2 separate regions of the Gossypium hirsutum genome follow, and region 2 is linked to region 1. Evidence: chromatin contacts called from public Hi-C data. All regions are on one chromosome and are shown on one strand. The core of a region is the stretch at or near the end of the contact, and the rest is flanking DNA. Distances in the headings are between cores, read along the strand shown.

Region 1 (4,566 bases), core at 728-3,227:
ATCCACATAATATCAGAAACAAGATTCATGAAAAGAAAGTTTCATTGAAAAATTTATATATTGGTTACAAAAATCAATTTCGTTGACAAGGGCATGGGATTGCAAAAAACAACCCACCTTACACACTTGCTTCCTAAAACTAAAATTTGGGAGGTGTTAGATGAGCTAAAGATCAATCAATCTCTGCTTGGTTAGCCAATTTCTTCTCATGAACTTTTCAGATTGCAAGTGAGATCAATGAAAGCTTCTTCGCTACAAGGGATTGTCAATGCACCCTTGGGGTGATTGAAACCAAACTCTTCTTCAGCTTGACTCAACAAATTCTGGAATGAAGGATGCTTCAGCAATGATATAGGAACAACGAATCGCTTCTTTTCATCAACTTCTCCAACATAAACAGCAAAGTGGCCTTTGGGCACCATTGTTGTCTCCGAAGATGAAAGGCTCCGTTTCAGACTAGGCTTAGCATTAACAATTCTTGGCAAGCAGAAACCCATGGCTTTTTTATGAGATAGTTAGGATGAGGAAATGTGAGTAACTTAGAGAACCTGCTAGGAAAGGCTTTGGCGCTGGGTGAAGCTATCCATTAGAATCTGTATTTATAAAGAGCAAATGGTGTAGGGTCAGCAGTCTCAGGCTAATTGAGTGGTGAAGAGTGAATGGTTTGGAGACATGTATTGGGAGGAATCACATGGCCTTGCATCCCAACAAATCATAATATTTCAACAAGTTTGGTACCTTAGAGCTCACCATTTAATGAAACCAACAAAAGTGGCCCATTTGAAATACTAATATCATTGAATCAAGGCCAGATGATGATGACTTCACTTAATAAACACTTAGCAGATCATATGGATGAAATGCAATGAAGTGCAGACCAGAAAAATATCAAAATGATAATCTCCACTAGCAACTATCAGTCGATAAGTACGGTCCTACATGTTTGCTTGAACACATAAACAAACAAGTTAGCAGTCCATGTGACTTTGTATGGTGCATTCAACAAGGAAGCCCTAAAGAACTTGGTCAGTTGAGCCTCGATTTTTAAAGGAGTGATTGATTGAACTAAAGCACGAACCAACCTTGTAATTTATGGTATTATTGCTAATCCTCCAGAATCACAAGAGATCCATGGATTAGACAAAGAAATCTTCAACTATCATTAGGATAAAATGACTTCATAGTCTAAATAATTGTCAATTCTCAAGGAGTTGCAATCTCTACCCTGTTTATTTTCATCATTGCCAGACACAAGAACGAGGAAGCCAATCAGTTCATGCGATGCTGCTGCTTGAAACATCATGGAGGAGTGATGATAAGAACTGTGGCCTAATCCAAAGGAGTGAATGATTTAAGCGCAACATTAAGCCCCTAAACATGTGATATTACTCCTAGAATGATCAAATCCAGCAACTTATAAAAATATAAGAGAACTTAGAAACATATATGTGTGTGTGCTGAATGACTGAAAAGTATAAAAAAGAAAGTAAATCACTTCAAGATACAAGTAATTGACTATTTATTTATTCCTTTCTTTGACTTTCCTTGAACAAAAAACAAGTTTACACAATTTTCAGGGATTAAAATCCGGAATTAAAGTTTAATTAAATGATTTAGTAGTCACATTTTCTTGTCTCTTTAATTTTCTCACCTCACACTGAATTAAAGGACTTGGTCCCCTGCTAAAGGATGGCCTGAATCTGCAGATTCTGTAAATTATGGACAGATTTGATTTTTTAGAATCCTACTCATAATACGCACAAGAAAAGTGGTAGCAGGAAGTAATTTTAGACCAAGGTAGATCATGTACGGTAGAATTAAAGATCGAACAAGAACAAGGGAGCGTCGGAAATTCAGAAAAGAAACAAAATCTTCAATTGATGGAGGCGGATAGCCATAGTTTTCTTTGTTTTTGATGGATTTGTGCCTCTAGAAAGGAAGAAGTTTAGTAATTGAGAATGTGAAGATAAATGTTATCATTACCTATATATATAGATGTAACGGTTACGAGGGAAATGTTGGTCTATCAAGTGGAGTATGTTGAATGAGTGAGGAAAGGCCAATTGCTGGAGTGAGTCTGATCAGTAATGGGGAATGGAGAATCACATGGTGTTGTTTTCCAACTCATTTATCAACAATACCATGGCAAACATGGTAATGAAAAGTTTGGCTAGCCCTTCCAGTAAGACAAACCGACCCAGACCTTCGTGATCTGTGTTAGGCATGCTTGAGACATATAAGACCTCAAAAGGACTGAAACCACAGATATATCTACCAAGTTCTAAATCATGTCATCAACAAAAGAAACTTTTCTTATCCCAAATCTCCTTGATTTCAGTTTGGGTCCATTAATGGCTGGCTAATAATGCATTTTAACAAATGTAGTCTCAATATCAACCTAGTTCTTGATGATCTATTGGAAGACAAAAGCATGTGATCTTGAACTTCTTATGACTTCTAACCAAACCCCACCAGAATGCATTATAACCACTCAATCTGCACTTCATTAGTGTTAGTACAAATATGAAAATCTCGAACACATGAACGGAACTCGAACAGAAAAAGAAGAAATAGGACAAGACTTCAAGGCGTGTATCAAGTCACTATCTTTAAGGTTATATTTGCCCTCACCTATTTTTGGTGTGCAAATGAGTTCCAAGCAAATTAAGCTCGAGGATACAATGAAGCCAATGACTATTTGCGTATTGCACTGACGAGAATAACCCATTACACACTGAGCAATGTATGACAAGAAACTCAATTTTTATAAATAATTTCTGCAATAATACTTTATAAAATAATCTAATAATATTAGAAAATGAAAGAAGGAAAGAAAAAATATTAGAATTTGTTGGTGTGATTTCCAAATAAAATCTCATTTCTATTTATAGAAATTTTCATGTGTCTTCTGAATAATAATGTTTTTAAAATAAACACATAATTATTCATTTAATATTATAACTATTCAAATAATATTATTTAAATAGTTATAATTCTTTTTCAAAAAATCAAATAATATAACTTTTGATTAATTATACCCATTCATTTATAGCTATTGGAACCCTATAAATATTTGAAAATGTTCCAACAATTAGTTTCCTAAATACATTCTTCCATCTATATAAAAAAGTGCATTATCCACACCACAGCCAAGGCATTCTCACATCCTCCTCTACAAACAAATCTTACCATTCATTTTCTAGAGTCTTCTCTGATCTTCTTCACAGTAATGGCTATCCATATGACAAAACTTATGCATGCTAAGCAGATTCTTCGTCACTCTAAACTATTTGCAAATCAAGCAGCCTCACCTCAACCCATGTTCCCAAAGGATACTTTGCAGTGTATGTTGGGGAGAGCCAAAAGAGGAGGTTCATAGTTCCAATTTCATTCTTGAATCAGCCTTCGTTTCAGAAATTGTTAAGTATAGCAGAGGAAGAATTCAGATTCAGTCATCCAATGGGTGGTCTCACAATTCCTTGCAGATAAGAGATATTCGTTAATCTCACTTCAAGCTTGCTTTAGTTTCCTAGTGCTAAAAATAATTAATTAATCAGCTGAAACAATTTTTGACCATTGATGTCCATCCTTCTATTCATTTGGTAGAAAGAGATGATCAAATGTAATATACTCTTCTTAGTAATTATTTTAATACAAATTACAGCTATTCTATTCTCAAATTTTGCTCCTGTTAAATCAATTGTGCAGTTCATATTGCTCCTTTTCAGGAGTACTGTCAATCATTGGATTGAAAAACGACACCAACTTTTCTCTAAATTCGTGTCTGATGAAGCTGTAACAAAGGGTTAAAGGTAGCTTACCTGAAACATTTGTTTCTTTTCCCTATTTTGTTATCACTGATCTAATGATATAAGCACTCTGAACGAGTTAATTATAACTCATTATAATGAGAAGACATTGATACACTCATGAAACCCTTTATAATGTTCACCATGGACATATTATCTCGACCTTGCTTAGAATTGTAAAAGCTAAAATCATATAAGGCTTAATATTCAATAATCATTGTCTCGGTCCTCTTCTTTATCACATATCATAATTGATCCTATCCTAAAATCATTTGTCTAAACTATACAGTATGGATAAACATGAAAGCAGAAGGCACAAATCTCTTCAGGTTTCGATTTGAATCCTCTTTTTTCGTTTACCATTCTTGCTTAAAGTTTCGATTTATTGAAAATGTGTAGGTTAGTTTTGTTTGGTATAATGAGTCAATTTTGAGGAACTGTCCTTGAAGATATTGCAGGTAAAATATGATCCATCCCATGCAAGGCTTGTTGCAATGCTGGCCACATGATGAGACTTTGCCCTTACCATGTTGATTGCTCAATGCTGCCGCAATGGAAACTGACGAAGTTAAAGTCTGTGGAAATGACCTTTTAAAACAGAGTTGGCTGCCAATCTCTTTTTCCTTTTGTTTATCTGCAAATCAATTTGATCACTGATCTTCAAGCGTCAATTTGGTGGTTCTGGATAGGCCTAGTTGTCACGAGAGCTACTAGTACAAGCTACCAGGGGGTACTTCACGTGTACTTCACAAGGCTT
Region 2 (4,566 bases), core at 662-3,161, 140 kb before region 1:
GCATGGCTTTGGAAACAAAAACATTTTCGTAATGTCTAATAATAAAAATTTTTCTAATTTTTTTATTTAAGAATTTCATTGAAATGTATAAATATAAATTGCAATTTAAATAAATTTAACATTTTTTTCAATGAAGAAGTCTCACGCTAAAAAAATATGAAATTATAAATGCTACCTTAAATTGACTAAATTATCAATAAATGCCAACTTTTTTAAAATTTTACTAAATTAGGCCATTTTTTTAAAGAATTACAAGAATATGCCAATTTTATGAAAAAGCTTCTAGTTGGAAGGTTTTTAGGCTTTCAATTGGAAGCGTTTTTTGAGCTTCACATCAACACTAAAAGTTGCAGCAACAATCATTTTTTTTTAATTTTTTAGTACCACCTATTAATGTAAAAATAAAACTTACAAAACAAATCTTTATATAGACCCCAAGTCTCATTTACCTTTTTTTAAACGATGTGAGATATGGGTATATATAAATTTATAATCCATTTACAGCTTATTCCTAAGCAATGTGAAATTGCTTACTCTTTCAACTAATAAAAGACTACGCTCAATTTTTAAAAATTAAAGGCAATTTTATATAACATTAAATTCTAACAAAATAAAACACTATAAACTATTGTACAAATATTATCGTTATAAAAAAAGTCCAATAAAAAAATTGGTGCTTTCACTTTTAGTGCTGATATGGTAGAAAGCGCTTCTAGTTGAAAGCGTTTTTTGCAAATCACTTGACAACATTTCCACTTGGACTCGTTTTTCTGAATTTCACCTAAAAAGCTTCCAGCTAAAAGCGTTTCGTAAAATTAGCCTATTCTTGTAATTCTTCCAAAATAAGACATAATCTGATAAATTTTAAAAATTTTTGGCATTTATTGATAATTTAGCCCCTTAAATTTGTCAAATATCACCCAATAAATACTTGAATTAAGTTTAAAATAATTTCATTATATGGAGCAGGCAAGCTTAATTTAGTCCATACTTTCATATACATTTCAAGTCAATTATTCTCAATTCAATGAATGAACCATACGATTCAGAGAGAAAAAAATAGAAAACACTCATCGTAGATAGTGAATGACAAACTCTATCAACACAACAAAGATTTTAATATCAATAATAATAAAATATTATGATACGTTAACGATTAACACATTGATAATTCCTTTAAACTTTAAAAATTAATAATAATAATTCAGCAAAAGCAGATTTATATTAACAATCTTGCAAGTAATAACCTCAATAACTCTATGTAAAAAAATTAGGCATATTCTCAAAGCCAAAAATATAATAAATGTCTCCAACATTCTTCCCTCACAAGAATAGAAGTAACTCAACATGTGCATCACAAATAATGGCATATTATGCACTTCATTCTTATTGCTTCAAAACTTCAACAATAATTATTAAATTTATTAAGTTTTGTTACATTTATTTTTCAGTTTATTATTTTCACACATTGCTTATAGAAAGTAAGTTAATATATTAAAGGTTATCTTTTGTATTAAAATTAAAATTTTTAAATTCAAAAAATATAGAGACTAAGAATGATTTAATTGAAGAAAATGAACCAACTTTAAACATAGTATATCACTGATAACAAAATTTAACCAAATAAATTTGATTACTATCATTTAAGTCTGTATTAAAATTTCAAAATTTCAAAATACATAAATTAAAAATAATTAATTCAAAAAACCACAGAAACTAAAATTAATCAAAATAAAATAACTAAAATTTATCTAATTGAAGAATAAAAACTGTGAGTAGCAGAATTTGACCTTGGAAATTAACCTTTTTTAGTTTTTCTCTTTTCCTTTGCAAAATAACATTTTAATTGAAGAAAAGAAAGGAGAGGCATTTTTTGCTACGTCAGCAACAATATCCGGTAGTGGATCACTAATAACTACTGAAACAGAACATCGTTCATTTCGTTGAACTCGATAAGCTCCTCTCCTCTCTCTTTTGCCACCCTATCCTCTCTTTTCTTTTCTTTGAGCTTCTTTCAATGGATTCCAACTTAATCTTCTTGTCTCCAAAATTCCAAACCCCAAATTTCCTACCTTCTTACCCATTCTCCTCTTCCACTACCCGTCCTCTAATCAGCCGACAATTCCTTGGTTTCACTCACTCCCTCTGGCCTCCCGGAGGTGCTTCTTCCCTCCGAAAGAAACGCAAAAACTTGGCCTTTCTGCGCTTCCAACCTCCCCGCTTTGTTTCCAGAGCTTCTATCGACTCCAATTTGGTTTTCGTTGTCATCGGTGTAACCGCTTTATCTGCTTTATCTCTTGCTTTCTATAATCAATTTTTTAGAAAGAGTCAGACTTCAAAAAAGGTGAGTTTACTTAACTGATTGAATTGAAGTCTGGTTTAGCTAAAGTTCTGCTGAATTGTGTTCTTCTTTCAGTAGCTGGTTTTCATTATTCAAGTGTTGGGACTTGGGATTATGGTTATTATGGAAAGAACTATCCGAGAAGGCTTGAAAATTTTGAGTTGTGAATGCGCAGCTAAAAATGAGAAAGTTGGTTTAAACATTCAGAAGAAGTTTTTGAGAATGCACAGCTAAAAATGAGAAAGTTGGTTTAAACATTCAGAAGACGTTTTTGATCATAAATTAATATGCCTTGATGCTTATATTATAATTGTTGCAGAACTAACTTGGGTGCACTGTTTATTTCATGGTAATTCTGATGATTTTCCTTTCTATATTAGGATTCTCTAAATTCTGAAATTTGGGTTGCCTTTGGATTTAGTTGAGTTTTTTTAGACGTGACTAACTTTTTCGATTATGATGCCCATGCACAGGTATCTGGTTCGTCACGTTCTGCCTTACGTCAACAACGACAAGGAAAAGATGTGGTGATCCAGACTGCTGACCATCAGATTTTGGAAACGGGGGATCTTCAAAGGGATACTTTTGCAAAAGAAAATGGCGGTTTGACAGAGCACATGAAGGAAGTGAATGATGCTTCTGAAAGTAAAGAGGTGCTTTTGCAAGAAACTGCTGTGGTGAATGGTGATTCCATGTTGACTAAGGCATCAGAGTCGAATGGTGCTGATTTTCTTGCATTTAATGCTAATGATTCTGATGTTCTTGAAGAATCTGGAACTACTGTTCTACCTCTTCAACCTACTGTGCTGCTTGAATCAGGAGCAGGACAGCCATTTACCTTTGCAACACAAAGGTCAGGACTTCATTTGGAAGAACGAGTAAATGAATTTGAAGCTGATTACCCTAGACTAGCTGTGGAACCCAAGTCTAGTGCTTCTTCTGTACTAGTAGAAGATGCTGTTGTCCTTATCGGAGAAGATAAAGTTAGAAATTATGACATATTCAGAGAATCCGGCAGAGAAGAGCTTCACACCTTCTACGAGGCTGATCACTTGGGGGCAAAATCTTCATCAAACTTGACTCTAAAACCAGTGTCTTCTCATTTTCTCTCTTCAAATAGCAATAAGTTTTCTTCACTGAAGCTGAAGCTGAACAGTGAACTAAACAAAGATGCATTATCAGCGAAGAATTCTCTCCAAACAGCAGGTTATGCCAAAAAAAGACATCTGTCATTATGATCCCATTTTAATGTATGTTGTAGTTAGCATTAACATCTCTCTTTTCTTTATTTTAATCCATATTTCAGCAGTTAGTCCTGCTTTTTGACTTCTCTGGTTACTAACATTGTTTAAAGGGCACTTCTTATCCAGATATGGTTGAAGGAAAAGTAACTCAGGCAAATTTCCAAGGGGGCTTTTCTCACAAAAGAAAAGACTTGGGAAGGGGTAGGGAGTCTCCAAGAGACAAGGGAAAAAAACACTTGATTCAGGAGAAGGATACAAAGTTGGCCCAGTTTCCCTTCCCAAATGGGGAGCTTGCTAATGACAAGCACCATCCCGAAGAGTATTTGAGTTATTACAATCATTTACTAAGATGTGGAAGGTAACTTGCCATTGTCTTCATGTTCAGAAACCTTATTTGCTCCCTTTGGTAAAGACTAATTTAATATCATATCAAAAGCTTGTCTTTAAAATGAAGTAGAACTTAAGCGAAATTCATTATTTTTACTATTAGAGATCGAGAGATTTTAATTTCATGATGGCAGCTCTTGAAACCTTCTTTTATGTTTATTGGCACCTCTTGACATCATCTTTGATCCATATTAGGTTCAGTGACTCTGTTGATTTGCTTGAAGATATGGAACAAAAAGGTTTACTGGATATGGATAAGGTAGGGCCAGTGATTAGATATATTTCTTTGATTTTTCTATAGTAAGGAGGACTGGAATTAATGTTATTCTCTTTTATGAGAGTATCAAATTCTTTGGTTTCAGGTTTATCATGCAAAGTTTTTCAAAATCTGCAGTAAGCAAAAGGCTGTAAAAGAAGCTTTCCGCTTCACAAAGCTGATTGCAAATCCAACATTGAGTACATTTAATATGCTGATGTCTGTATGTGGATGTTCTAAAGATTCTGAGGGTGAGTCCATTATGTTTTGTCGAAGTGTTTGGTGCTTATAAACACTCAATTTGCACAGGATACTTTTGTTCCAATATGCTTTGAATA

What was found. Hi-C and Micro-C count contacts between places; a contact is called where the count stands out from the background.
Region 2: a Hi-C map of leaf shows a contact between it and region 1, with 2.7 times the contacts expected there. The contact joins the promoter of LOC107920542 here to the promoter of LOC107918313 in region 1. A contact is called at or near these places in 2 of 34 Hi-C or Micro-C datasets (both in leaf).

Annotation. Positions count from the first base shown.
Region 1 is chrD13:24,941,265-24,945,830 of Gossypium_hirsutum_v2.1, reverse strand. It overlaps LOC107918313 (auxin-induced protein X15), which reads right to left and starts at 1,977. Exons shown (of 2, transcript XM_041108921.1): 1 at 1,652-1,977; 2 at 25-1,329. The coding sequence starts at 497. The coding sequence ends at 207. It also overlaps the pseudogene LOC107918315.
Region 2 is chrD13:25,080,012-25,084,577 of Gossypium_hirsutum_v2.1, reverse strand. It overlaps LOC107920542 (pentatricopeptide repeat-containing protein MRL1, chloroplastic), which reads left to right and starts at 1,911. Exons shown (of 19, transcript XM_016850295.2): 1 at 1,911-2,344; 2 at 2,815-3,547; 3 at 3,712-3,943; 4 at 4,168-4,231; 5 at 4,335-4,479. The coding sequence starts at 2,018.